2 separate regions of the Gossypium hirsutum genome follow, and region 1 is linked to region 2. The links are chromatin contacts, called in public Hi-C maps. All regions are on one chromosome and are shown on one strand. The core of a region is the stretch at or near the end of the contact, and the rest is flanking DNA. Distances in the headings are between cores, read along the strand shown.

The links. Hi-C and Micro-C count contacts between places; a contact is called where the count stands out from the background.
Region 1: a Hi-C map of leaf shows a contact between it and region 2, with 2.4 times the contacts expected there. The contact joins the promoter of LOC121224634 here to the enhancer-like site in region 2. A contact is called at or near these places in 8 of 34 Hi-C or Micro-C datasets (hypocotyl, leaf and petal).

Annotation. Positions count from the first base shown.
Region 1 is chrD12:3,847,194-3,850,808 of Gossypium_hirsutum_v2.1, reverse strand. LOC121224634 reads left to right here and starts at 1,784. Exons shown (of 5, transcript XM_041108251.1): 1 at 1,784-2,272; 2 at 2,362-2,441; 3 at 3,191-3,309; 4 at 3,552-3,615. The coding sequence starts at 2,041.
Region 2 is chrD12:3,811,271-3,814,737 of Gossypium_hirsutum_v2.1, reverse strand. No RefSeq gene overlaps it. Among protein-coding and RNA genes, the nearest start is that of LOC107947401, 3.8 kb to the left of the region's middle. Within about 2 kb of position 1,512, at least 1 of the 9 cell types and tissues checked has an H3K27ac peak or open chromatin away from gene starts, as enhancers often do. A contact at or near this core is called in leaf, where this site is marked.

The DNA of each region.
Region 1 (3,615 bases), core at 535-3,034, 36 kb before region 2:
AAGTTTCGCTACTTAGGTGGTCACCACTGATATAGTCTCCCAAACTAATCCAGTTTGCCAAACTAGGGTGTGAAAAAAAATAATTTTCTAAAGTTATAGAAAAATTATATTATTTATAAGAAGTGTTATGGAAGTTTTGGACAATTTATAAATTTTTTTCTAAAGATCATATATTATAAATTTTATATTATTTTTTACTTAATTTACATATTATAAAAATAGATTTAACCTAGCATAAGTTTTTCTCCAAATTAAGTTATATAAATTTTTATAATTAAAGCTACAAACTATTTGGACTAGACCTTAGCATGGGTTGGGCCAGACCGATGTAAAATTTTAGGCCCATTTCTATGCTCGGGCCCGGTCTGACCCAAAAAATGAGCTTAAAATTTTGTCCAAGTCTGGCCCAAATTAAAAATGCTAAATCCAAGCCTGATCCAACTCGTCTGTATTAAGTTTTTTATATAAAACAAATTTAAAAAATATAATATTTTAAATACACTAAAAACATTAAAATAATATTTTTCAACAAATTGAAAATACATTTAAAAAAAACTATAATTAAAAAAATACTAAGATAGTTGCAACTTAACAAGCAAGTGCCTCTAAAATAGTAGCAAAATTAACAATAAAACAATAGTTATACAATATCAAAACAATGACAACAAAATAGTAGCAATATAATATCGAAATGGCAACAAAACAACAACAAACAACAATAGAAAAAAAAGTATAAGCTGATTAGAGTCGATCCCGGGCCAAAAAATCCTACCGAGCCCTAGCCCGTTTAAAAAACAACCTTTTTTGTCCAAGCCCATTTTTTGGGCCTACATTTTTGTCGAAATCCTCCCACTTTTCGAGCAGAACTTCGGGCCTAGGTGGGTGGTCCAGCCCATGATCAAATCTAATTTGGACTATAAACTCATATATTATAAGGTTGATGCTAATTATGAAAATAGAAAAGGTTCTCTTGCACGATATCGTGAGGTTTGATACCATTTGAGAAAACAGTGCCAAACACAAACACCATAGACAACTCACAAGCTCTTTAATTTTAAACATTCAATGTTTCGAAATGTAGTTGATAAGACAATTGTTGTTTTAAAAAACATTTCTCATATTAACATTATCTTAGTATAGCATAAAAATCAAGGTTGAATCTTACTAGCATGTTGTATGTTTCATAACTACAACCATAGAGGGAATTGAGACGATCCATACTGCATAGAGTACATGGAAGAAAGAGATCTTGATAATTTTAATGATGCGGATTCAAATTCAGATGATGATGACTTGGTTAAGGACCAACATATAATGATAAGGAGTACATGTTAAATATTAAAGAGGGAATAACCCAATAAACATGCACCATAGCAATTAGATAAAATTGCATATGATATTTACTTTTCTTGTTATTTTTATTAGTTATCATATTATCAACTATTTTTTTATACTAACATAACATATAATTTTTGCTACTTGTTTAAAAAAAATTATCTTAAAAATTATTTTTATCATACTAATAATTTTTATAGTAATTAATATTTTAAAAATATAAATGCTATAACTTTGTAATTACAACTTTTACTATCAAACATTATATGAGAAATTACGATATAATTACACTCTGTTAATCAAACACGACTAAAGAATTATAATTCTTCGTAATTACAAAAACTACCTTAATAATTAGTATACTAATAATTACACTTTCATCTAATTAATTTACTCTCCAAACATGCCCTAAATATATTATAAAAAGAATAAATAATCAAGGGAAGCATGGGTGGTACCAAGCTACTTTTCTTACTGGAAAACCTGCCTAATCTATGACTAGTCACACGACACGGTTTCAAAATTGAAACACGTAATTCATGCGCCCGTCTATGGCGGCTACAATTCAAAAGTTCGATCTCATATTTCAACTCATCTTCTTCCAACAACGAAACTCTAGCAAATCAAACAAAATCCAGGAAAACCCGAATTCAGAAACGAAAACAAGATTTCTATTTTCTTTCATTTTGGGAATTAATCAAGAAAATGGAGACGGTGATGGAAGATGAAGAGTACAATTACAGAGAAGTAAATTTGCCTTCGCTGATCCCAGTAGTCCCAGAGCCAGCACTAGAGAGGGAAACAGGGGAGAGAAGGAGAGGCCGAGATATACTCATTGCTATTGATCACGGTCCCAAGAGCAAACACGCCTTTGATTGGGCTCTTATTCACTTCCTCAGGCTTGCTGATACCATCCATCTTGTCCATGCTGTTTCCAGTTATAACTTATGTCATGGAAAATAATCGATTTCTAGATTATTATCTTACTTATTTCTCAAATTCCTTTCTGGGTTTTTTTCTTTATAGGTGTCAGAAACGATGTGGTTTATGAAACTAGTCAAGCTCTTATGGAGAAGTTAGCTGTCGAGGCTTTTGAGGTTGCCATGGTTAGTTCTTCATCTTTTATTATCATTTGCATCATTAGTATGGAATTGTTATTGCGAGATCATTATGTCTGTTGTGTGGACATTTTAACTTAGGTTGATTATTGAGCCATCCATCGTTGTGTCTATTATTTCCATAGATGAGTACATTGATATATTCGGATTACTGACAATTTCCATGGAATCAATTGTAATATCTACATATGTTTAGGTGCATAATGCAAAATAGAGGTTGGTTAGTTTCATTTCTAGAACTTTTAATAGCATTTATAGGGTACGTCCAAACTTCAAATATAAATCAACAACATTGACCAACTAAAATCTTGAACCATGATTTGATCTCCTATTTGCACCTAAAGTTTTAAATTGATCAATGTCAGTGTCGTCAATGGTGCAAGGAATAAACCCTCCAAGGCGCAAAAAGTGCATGTCTTTTTTTTTTGGTATACATGTATAAAAGAACCCTCGTTGGTCCATAGCCTTTCGAATATTCTGTCAAATGTCAAGATGGTTCACTGTTTTAGCTATTTAAAGGTTTAAGATGATCAATATGAACAGATTGTTTTTAATTTTTCAACGGGATATGCTAGTTAGAGTACACAATTATCTGTTGGTTTTGGCATTTATACATTATAATTGAATTAAACCTTAGGGTAGTGTTTCCTTTGCATGCCCCTAGTTCCAATATAGCTTTGAGAGTCAAAATTATTTGGTGTTTGGATTTTCAGAAATTTATAGTTTCTTCGAATTAGGTGAGGACTCAAGCTCGAATAGTTGAAGGGGATGCTGGTAAGGTAATTTGCAAGGAAGCAGAGAGGTTGAAGCCAGCAGCAGTGGTTATGGGAACTCGTGGTAGAAGCTTAAGTCAAAGGTCTGATTTAATCCTCAATTTCATGTTACATCTTTCTATATAGATGCTGGTGCTTGTTTTACTTTGCCATATGTTGCTCCGGTTCTTCACTTTTCTGAATGTTCTTATGTTTAACACCTGTGTTGGACGTATATCTACACATGAGTATGTGGCTATGCCTTAAAATATCCTCCAAATACATGGAAAAACTAAATGACTCCATTATTCCTTGCTCTTCTCTCATCATATTCATACCTTTGCAGTGTATTTCAAGGAAGTGTAAGCGAGTATTGCTTCCACAACTGCAAATCCGCACCTGTCATAATC
Region 2 (3,467 bases), core at 263-2,762:
TGAATAACATTATAATATTTATATATATAGGTATATATATAAATTATGAAAATAGAAGTAATAAAAACATATATATGTAAAAATATGTATTATTTATAAAAACTAGAAATATGTACATTATTATAAATATATGCGTGTATAAATAAATTATAAAAAAGTAAGTGTATATGTATACATATATATATTACAAATAGTATGTATGTAAATATATAGAAACATATATGTATATATAAAAAGAAATACACGTATATATATAAGACCAATTATAATAATAATAATAAGTAATAATATTACAAAAATAACAATATGATATAAAAATAGAATAGTAAACAGATAAATATAAAAATAAAATACAACAATAAAACAGATGGACTAAATAGGGATAAAAACAAAAGTACTGGGCAAAATCGAAATAAAAAAACAAAAAAAAGGACTAAATTAAAATGGAAACGAAATCTCAGGGCCGAAATCAAAAATAAAACAGAGTAAGGGATCAAAATGTAATGCGCGCGAAAAATAGAGTGGCCAGTTAGGAAATTATCCCTATTAATCGAACGGCGCCGTTCTACCAAGGCCCAGGCGCATTGTTCCTGGACTAAATTGAAACGGATGCGAAAATTTGTGGCCAAAATTGTAAAAAAAATAAAGAAACCGCCTTGAACACACCACAAAAGTGGATGGACTTATTGCAAAAATATCCCATTTTTAGAAAACGCGCGGATCCTCCCCCTGTGTCGGGTCACCGCGCGGGTCAGGGGCGTCTCAAAATGGCGCCGTTTCAATTTGGGTATTTAAACCCAAATTTTCTGATACCCTCATTTTAGCCACCATCTTTTTAAAAAAAACTTCAGAAACTTTTCTTTTTCTCTCAACCCTCCGGCCACCGCCGCTCTGTCGCCGTGACCCAAGGCCGACGTCGCACAGAACAGGTTTTTCAGCCTTCGTTAAAAGTCATCCTTGAGAGTCATGCTCGCTCGACTCGCCAGACCGAAGAAAAGAGGGCTTCAATCTCCCTTAGGCCCGAATCGGACACGGAGAAGAAACCCTCCGACGGCGAGGTTGCGGTCGGCTCGGTAAGTCCCTTTTTTTTATTTTTAAAAGAAAAAAATCGAAAATAAAGATTATTTTTATGAAAAGTGAAAGAAGAACAGAGGAGTAAAAGGCAAAAATCACCTTCAATGGTTTTGTTTGCTTTTGATTTCTCAAAATGTTTGTAAAATAGGGGAAGCCGAAGCCCTTACACTGATAATCTCTGGCTTTTTATAGCCCAAAAATTACATTTTTCTATTATTTTCTATTTTTCTTCTGTTGTTTGGTTGCTTTCTTTGTTTTCTTCCTTGCAGGTGACGGCGCAAGTGGTGGGTCGACGTGACTGCGGGCGGCGCCGATGGGACGGTGGCAGCGTCAGAAGGCCGAAAGTCAAGGGGCGGCAGTGCCTAGGTACGGCGCTAGGGTGTCTTTTCTGAAACCCTAGCCTGATTTTTTTGGGGGGAAATTGGGCTGGTTGGGCTTTAATGTATTGGGCTCTGGGGGTGTATTGAGCTGGTAGCTGGGTTAGGTTTAGGTGGGCTTTGGGTATTTATTTTGCAATTGGGCCCTGGGCAAATTTTTGGGTTTGTACAATTTGTATCGTACGTAAATTAAGAAATTATTTGCATGGGAAGAAATATCTAATGGAAACCTAAATGTATACTCTGTTTTGCTTTAAATTTATTATAATAATAATAAATAATAAAGAGAAACTAAGAAAAGAAAAACAATGTAAAGACATGGTTAAAATGCTAGATTTATGGATCTGAAGTCGGGTAGAGAGAAGGCAGGATTTTGTTGAGGCAGCTGTTGTACTTGAATGGCCTTTCAAGTTGAACGATATGTCCTGACTTGTCTATGTACTCTACACTCGCTTTCTCCCCTATTTGCCTGTCAACAATCACAACCCTCATTCCTCCTTTCAACAACAAACTAAATCATAAATGTGTACTTACTTTGCAAGTAGCGGGCATTCTTCACCTCAAAAATCTTGTCATTCTTTCCCCACAAAACATGTATCCTCTGCCACCAATTTCTATATATTAGTTCACTTCTCACAACCCAACACTACATTAATAGGGATTTTTACTAAAATAATACAAAAGAAATAATTTTTTTACCAAAATAATAAAAAAAAGGCTGAAGGAGGGTAATGGAAAGGCGGCACCAAAGGTTCCTTTTCGATAGGTGGCACCGATGGTGCCTTTTTCATAGGCGGCACAGGACTAAAATGTAATGATATGTAGTTTCAAGGACCTCACATGCAAATTTACCATTTTAAATTTTGAAAGTGAATTGGTGCCGCCTGTGGGTGTGGCGGCACTAAAGTTGAAACGTGACTAATTGCCTTCTAAGCCCTCCTTATTTATTATTTTCCTTTTATTCTCCTTCAACTCACTTTTTTATTTAATAAACAAGCTCTCAACTTATTTTTGTAGTTAAATAAGCTCTTAATCTATGATTTTTACTCATAAAAGCCCTTTTATTTTATTATTAAAGTAAATATATTTTACCTAATGTACTAAAGCTAAAAAAATATAAACTAATTCGCATTTTTTCTATTTAAAAAATAAAAAAATTTACTAAATTTGATGAGAATAGTTTATAATTATAATTTAATTTTTCTATTTGGGTTACATTTATGGGTGATCAGTTTATTATTACTTTTGGTTTTTCAATAAAGCATGCCTGGTATTTCTATTAATTTTTTAATTAAATCTAATATTAGTTAAGTGATAATTAAGATACTTAGAATTCTAGTTAAGTAATATCTATATTTTACTTTAATAAAAGTAGCATCGTCAAATTTTTAACTAATAACAATAAATTATAATTATAATTATCACAATTTTTTTTGTCTTTTTCCTTTATTTTATGCTTAGAGTTCTATTTAAATAACAATTCTATTTTAAAATTAGCACAATATTTTTAATAATAATTGCAGTTTAAATTATAATTATTTTGAAATATATAATTCTCACAACTTCTATTAAATTATAATTATTTTTAAATTTATAAAGAGTATTTATATATAAAAAATATTTTTATTTAATTAAAAAACTTGAATTCTTATTATTTTAAATTCATCCAATTATATTCAATGATTTTATAGATTTATAGTTTTATTAATTAATAATATATTATGTTTTTTTTAAGTAGAGCCTTTATAATATATGACCAAATTAATTAATTTCACATTAATATATTATTATTTTAACTAATCTTACTTTTTATTATTATATAATAATATTAATAAATTATTATTCTAATGTAGTTTTGTAATATAATTAACAATAAAGGATATTTTTGTCAATTCAAAAGTTTTTTCAAGACTCGTGCTTTAATATATATTATAGATAGACATTTTTATGATTTTTATTGGAGATATGAAAGATTAAATCACAGCCTGTCATATTTCGTCATCTAATTGGTCCGTT